Regions from separate parts of the Zea mays genome. Here region 2 is linked to region 1. The links are chromatin contacts, called in public Hi-C maps. All regions are on one chromosome and are shown on one strand. Each heading gives the region's core, a stretch centred on a gene start, on an enhancer-like site or on the middle of the called end of the contact. The rest is flanking DNA. Distances are from core to core; before and after follow the strand shown. Region 1 holds the start of LOC100279881 (Dolichyl-diphosphooligosaccharide--protein glycosyltransferase subunit STT3A). Region 2 has its middle 4.4 kb from the start of LOC100193809.

The links. Hi-C and Micro-C count contacts between places; a contact is called where the count stands out from the background.
Region 2: a contact with region 1 is called in a Hi-C map of tassel, with 4 times the contacts expected there. The contact joins the enhancer-like site here to the promoter of LOC100279881 in region 1. A contact is called at or near these places in 2 of 25 Hi-C or Micro-C datasets (ear and tassel).

The regions. Positions count from the first base shown.
Region 1 is chr3:202,097,019-202,100,411 of Zm-B73-REFERENCE-NAM-5.0, reverse strand. LOC100279881 (Dolichyl-diphosphooligosaccharide--protein glycosyltransferase subunit STT3A) reads right to left here and starts at 1,628. Exons shown (of 21, transcript NM_001152834.1): 1 at 1,394-1,628; 2 at 1,222-1,284; 3 at 664-719; 4 at 518-589; 5 at 323-428; 6 at 192-242. The coding sequence starts at 1,525.
Region 2 is chr3:202,466,433-202,469,825 of Zm-B73-REFERENCE-NAM-5.0, reverse strand. No RefSeq gene overlaps it. Among protein-coding and RNA genes, the nearest start is that of LOC100193809, 4.4 kb to the left of the region's middle. Within about 2 kb of position 1,790, at least 20 of the 20 cell types and tissues checked have an H3K27ac peak or open chromatin away from gene starts, as enhancers often do. A contact at or near this core is called in ear and tassel, where this site is marked.

The sequences.
Region 1 (3,393 bases), core at 379-2,878:
ATGACATGCCAAGACTTTCCCTGCTACACTCAAAGACAGACAATATTGACAAAGCTAACATATCCTTATCTAATTGCTTCATTCTTGATACACCCCAAAAAGAATAGAAGAGCAGAAAAAATGTAGATCAAGCAAACATATCAAGGATCTAGTATTTTTCAGACAAAATACATAGTCAATATAACAATTACCATTGCTAGAATAGTTGCTGCCATCAAACCAGCACCGGGGCCCTTTGTTTCCTAGAGACACAATAGTGAGATTACTAAAGAACTTTAGTAATCCAGTGTAAGTGCATGGGTTTTTAATATAAAAAAACAACCTTGGTTAATAGGTAAGTTGCCCAGGACGCATTGACTGAGAAAACTGGAGCAGTGAATACACAGACAGTCTCCACCGACAATGGGATGTTAAGGGAATTCAACAACCTATGCCAACCAAACAATTCAGTCATGCTAACAGTAGTTCAAATCTACCAATGAAGCATTTCTAATAGTATGCATTGGCAGTCACATACCACCATATTGTACCAGCAGTAAGTGTCAAACCAGGATAGACAGTGCCACCAATAACACGCCCAAGAGGATACCTAAAAGCAGGTGACAGTGAGCATAGAAATAACTGGAAAACAAGGATAGATTCAAGTGTTCTTGGAAATGTTACCATGTTCGGTCATCAAACCAGTTCCAGAATTCATATATGCCATTCTTTGACAAGAACTGAGACAAGGGGGAAATTACAATGAATCAAAATTTAAGTGCATGTGCACAACTGCTTTTGAAACATTAAGACACACTAGTAAAACATTTGTGCACAAATCCAAGCAGCAAATGTACATTGGAAAACATTCCTGCCATTTTATTCACCCAAATGTTGGGACCATTCAATACACCCACATGTCACCTGAGACTATACAACAGTGTATATTACAATAGACAATTTGCAAAGAAGTCTAGGGATGCAAGTGGTACCCAGATTTTTCCTGGTCAGCTAACTAATTAAATACAGTGGCAATGCCATTTTCAAATTAATTGCATACCAAGTTTTGTGTCGACCTAGTGACCCAAAAGAAATGGAGCTCGCATGTCTACTGAAGTCCCTAACCCCATAACTCGTTGAAGAGAACATGACTCCTAAGCGAACTCAACACCTGAATCCTGATGCATCCCAATAAGACAATAACAGGCTGTGGACAAACACAGAGGCACCACGGGAAAAAACCTGGGTAACGCGGTAATTGAAGTAGGGATCGAACTCGTGGATGACGCTTTCGTATTTGATCACCTGCGGCACATCAACGGACCAGTAAGACAGGCATGGGCCCGGGCAAACCATGTTGGGATTCCCAATTCCCAAAAGGATTTAAAAATGGTGGGGTTCGGATAGATCTTACGGAGAATAGTCGGATGGAGAAGGCGAGGACGCCGATGAGAAGGAGGGTGAAGATGCACAGCACTCCGCCGAAGGCGTTGCGGAGGCGATCTACGCTTCCGCTTGACGCCACAGAGGACTGGGGCTCCGGCATTGCTGCTGAGAAGAAGAGTTTTGGGTCAGAGGAAGACGGGGAAGGCCGGCGGCCGGGAGGCGGAGGTTTATCGAATTTTTTCGTGTTTGGCGTTTGCACTTTGGAGTATTGGACAGGGAAAAGAGTCGGCGGGTCCTACGCTCGGGCAGTCGGACACACCGCGAGCGCAGCATCGACCACCTAGCATCGTCCGCCGCGAGGAGATTGTACAATTTGTTTTTGCCGGCAGTTTTTTTTTTCTGATCCCTGGGAGAAATTTGGGATTCTGTCATCATTCTGCCATTGTTTTGAGGGACTTCACTCTAATGTCATTATAAAACATGTCGCCCACCTTAAAATGTCATTGGTCGTTTAATAAACAAAAAAAAAAGATTCAACTGAGTTAGAGGAGACGAGCTGCCGGATTTACCCCTGCCTCGTCCTGACAATTTCTCCTGCAGCAAGAGCGAGCAGCTATGGGCCGCCTATAGCGCCGGTCAATCCCCACTCCACGTCTCCATCGACGGCGCGTACCCGGTGGTCTACATCACCTTCTCGCTCCTCAACATGCCGGAGCAGCTCAACATGACTCCATCGTCGCCGTCGTGCACCACATCGCTGGCTGGACCCCCTGTCCTCCGACCACCGCGGCGCGTGCGGCAACGAGCTGTGTGCGCGTCTGGCTGCATCGTCGAGGAGTTACAGATGGAGCAGTCCGTGCAGCCGTACCTCTTTGCGTTCGCTGCCGGAAAAAATTGATGGCAGAATAAATTTCAGAATGGAAAGGGTACTGTTCACTGTTAGATCTTTTATAGGTTTGACCCATTTATTGAATAAACTCTAAGGTGTGTAATGGTGGAGAATACAAATAGTACCACATTGGAAGTCCAAGGGTCTTTTGGCTTGACTTATATGGTGGGATTTATTTCACTTAACTTGAGAAGTTAAGAAAGGGACAAGGGCGTGTCGCGCGCGCGTCGCCGCCGGCCGGGCGGGGCGTGGTGTGGTGTGGCACCTGTCTCTTCGTCAGCCAGCCGAGTGACCCTTCTCCTTCAGCTGACCGACTCATGACGTGACTCGGCGAGTGCTGGCCGACTCATGGCATGACTCGGTGACCTTTCTCCTTCAACTTCCCTCTACAAGAGGTTAAATAGAGGGAGCACCACTGTCACTCGGTACAAGCGAAAAACCACTTTCAGAATCACAGTCCAGCCGCCGAGTGAGGGTATTTCCATCTCGTGACTCTGCGCGCACAGAGAAGCGAGAGGGCAGGTGCCTCCGGAGCCCTTGCCGTTCGAGACCTTGCACGAGGGATCGGCAATTAGGTTTTTGGGGAGCGTCTACGCGACTGCCCAAAACATCTCCAACATGACAAAAGAAGCTGGCCAAGGATCTGGATTATCAGAGCGCATGGGAAGGTATGATCAGTTTATTTACTTACTGTTTTGCGTTCTGGAGATTATATATGTCTCATATATTCATCTATGTTGTTTCATATGTAGAAATGATTTTATCTTATCTGTTCTGCCTTATTATAATATGATAGATCTGTCTGTTTTAATTTTACAGACATGATGTTCATGTTTCTATCTGTTTATTTTCAATTGTTCAGTCAGATTACATGTTTATCGTATTTATATGATTTATATAATTCATATGCTTTATGTTCTCATGATCCATATTGTTATGGATATATTTGATGTCATGGTTAATTATATTTCATATGTCATCATCATAATACTAATTTATGGAATTAAAATGATACGGAAAATGTCTATAATTCTAACAATCCAAAAACCTAATTTTAGGCATTTTTCTGTCAGAGGTTTTGCTGCTGTGCTAAAGCCTGATCCTTTTGATGGTAAAAACTTCTTGATATGGAAAGCTAA
Region 2 (3,393 bases), core at 541-3,040, 370 kb before region 1:
AGCGTGACTGGTGGAAGCTAGGAGTAAAAAATGCAGTGCTGGTTTGGCGCACAATTACACGGCGAAAGGAACATGTAATGTATTATAGGAAAATTCACTGCTGGTTTGGCGCCCAATTACGGCGAAAGGAACATGTAGTGTATTATAGGGTAAATCATTATCTTCACGAATTAACATCACTTTCGAGTAGATTAGGTTGCAAAAAAGCTGCATACTGTATAATTGTGGGTGCACTTTTAGCTTTTGCCCGAGGAATTTTTTTTTCCAATCACTCAATGTCTCAGGAAGTCAGGATAAGTCTCTGGTCATCCCTTAATGCTAAAGAAGTCACGGGGGCGAATTAAGATATCATTTTTTTCATCAGGTTACAAGATGAAACCATGGTACTAGACTTTTGTCCACCATAGTGGTGATCGATTAATCACCGTACCAGTGTTTCAGATGAAACCAAGGCACTAGACTTTTGTCCACCACAGCATCTTATTAGACTTCAGGCCTCTAGCAGCAATTGGAGTAAATTAGGCTATGTAGGCAATACTGTAGGTACGACTGTACGGTAGATATAGAGGATCACATTTAGAAGTTATTGCTGAAGATAAAAGTACATAAAGAACATAATATTTTAGATGATACTATAAGGAATAGAGAATATTTTTTTAGCAGACGAAATTTAGAAGATATTACTGGACACAGTCTAAATATGCTATGATGCAGGCTATGCGCCCTGCCTCATGGAAGTACGTATTGCGTTCTGGCGAGGCCCGCAAGGTCCATCCACGTCGCAGGCCAGCCATATGGCCCATACAATTAAAGCTAAGCCTATCGAATTTGTATCCAGGCCCACAGGTCACTGCTGCTGTTTCGGGAGGCCTGCCCAAAGCCCGGACAGTCACATCGGCCCAACGCCCCACCAAAACGCTTGGCAAGGATCCGCCAAGCTAGGCAAGGATATTAAGAGCAACTCCAAAAAAAAAAGATATAAACTTATCCTAAAATTTGTTGGCGAAAACTTTTTAGCATCTTTTTAGAGTTGTTCTAATAGGATTATAGAAGGACTACTCGCAATCTAGAAGTACAAGAACAACGATGGTCAGTGGGCCACAACAACGTGGATCTACCTTCATCTTCTAATAACTCGCCAAATAATCTCTATTCTCTAGCCATCGGTATCTTCTTCCATTTCAGAAAACCATCGTTCTGGGTGTCGGCGCCATCCCTTGACTAGCACGAACAACTCTGCACCAAATTTCGTGACAGGCCTCTTCTGAAACCCATAGCCATATGCAGGTAAACTATCGTTTAGTGTTTCCAGGCCAATGCATGAATCGGTGCAGAACGGCTCTCCATTCGCGTTTTTTCCCCCAGCTCTGTTGTACTGTAGTACCTTGGTGGCGTCGGAAACCGCTCCCGGCTGCTTTGCTTGCCCAGCTGGTCGTCCTCGCCAACTGCGGCCACCAATCGCGCCGGCGCCCACAGGCCACGTTCCACGGCTCGGCAGACGCGCCTCTCGTCTCGTCCCGTCTCCCGCAATACCAATCACGCCCTGCCACTCTGCGCCGCGTGTTCCTCAAACGCGGCAGGCAGGCATCCCGCTATCGTCGTTGCGTGCGTCCATGTGCGCGCGCGGCGCCCTGGCCAGTTCTGCTCTCTCGGGCTAGGGTTTTAGCCGCTACTAGCCTTTTTTTTCCACGAAAACAAAAAAAAGAGAGAGAAATCCACGTCAGAGCCGCGACTCGCGAACGCAAAGCCCGGCCGCGTCGCACTCGCACTCGCAGAGGCACGGTCGTCCGGCCAGTGGCCATCGGTGGGCCAATCGGCCATCAATTCCGCCCAGGCCACGGACTGTCGGCGGAGGCCGGAGTACACGTTCCGCGTGCCGCTCCTGTGATTCCGGGCAGCGACAAGTCCGGCCGAAAAATCAGATCCCGGTGGACGGCGGTGGTTGCTTTCCCTCTGCGCTTTCTAATTCTTTTGACGGTGTCCCCACTTCTCTTCGATTGGAAGACGAGGCCCCAAGTGACAGATGGTTGTCGGTCATCTAACCTCGCAGTTGCAGGATTAATAACCCCCAGCCTGGCTGCAGCCATGACCTAAATATCCAACCAAGTTCAGATCGCCAGGCAGCACACCACGTGCTCCCTTTCCACTCGTGCTGTTGAGTTGATCGCAAGGAACGAACACGAGACCGGATCGGGCTTCGACTCCCGGTCGCCTCGATAAGCCCCAGGTGAACGAACAGAAGCCGAAAACTCCAGCGAAAAGCCGAAAACCCCTGGGTCAAAACCTAACCCATGAAACTTGGCAACCGCGCGTTGGTTTGGTAATTAAGCCGGCGTAACTGGGCCTTTTTCGGCTGCCTGTACACAGCGATCCTGACCTTATAGATGTCCATCTGGGTTGGGCCCACCGGGTGGCCCGCAACACGGCACGAAAATAGCCCGGCCCAGCACCGGCATGGCCCGGTTTCAAACGTGCCTGGGCCAGCCCGGCCCGTTCGCCGTGTCGGGCTGAGCCAAGGATTTCAGCCCGTCGGGTTTAGCCCGACCCGGCCCGTCTAAGGGGGAGGCACGTGGCGGCCCGGTAATATTAACCGGCCTCGCGCGGCGCGTCCCACTCCCAGGCTCCCAGACCCACCCCGCCTCTCGCCCTCGCATTTACGCTCTCAGTCTCAGACTCTCCGCCTCTCGCCCTCGCATCGACGACTCCGCCCGAACCCTAATCTCCTCTCCCCTCTCGGATCTGCGGATCGCCGCCGTCCGCCGGTGTCTCCTCTGTCCTCTGTGCTTGGACTCAGTTGCCCGCCGGCCGCCCCCGCCGTGCTTGGACATCTATACTTACCTTCCTCTCCCGGTCCTCTCCGGTGTTCCTAACCCTAATCCCCTCCGGTGTTCCTCGCTCCACGGATCTCAGCCATCGTCTGTCGTCTCCGGTGCTCCGACTGCACAAGGTGAGTTCCTCGGGCCCTACTCCTTTCCTTTCCCTATTCTATGATTCTGTCGGTGTGTTCATCGGGCCCTACTCCTAACCCTAATTCTTCCGGTGTGTTCGTGTTCCTCAACGTAGGTATCTGTGAAATCCGGTGCTATGTAGTCATTGAGGAGTCGGAGACGTGTGCGGTGTGCGCGAGGTCGACTGGTCGAGGACTCGAGGACTCCAGCTGTGCTCCTCGTGCTTGTTGTCGAGGTCAAGCTCTCAAGGCTATGGATCTTGACCCGGCTGCAGAGGCGGAGGAGCGACAGCTTGAGGACCACAATGAGGCGATGGATGCTAGACAAGCCTTAATGGGTGTTGGTGTCACTCATTTAGATCCTATTGAGCTCGAGGATTTCGTCGCCTCTAGAACAGGCACTGCTACGGACTCCACAAGCCCACCAGCATCTACCACTGCCTCTG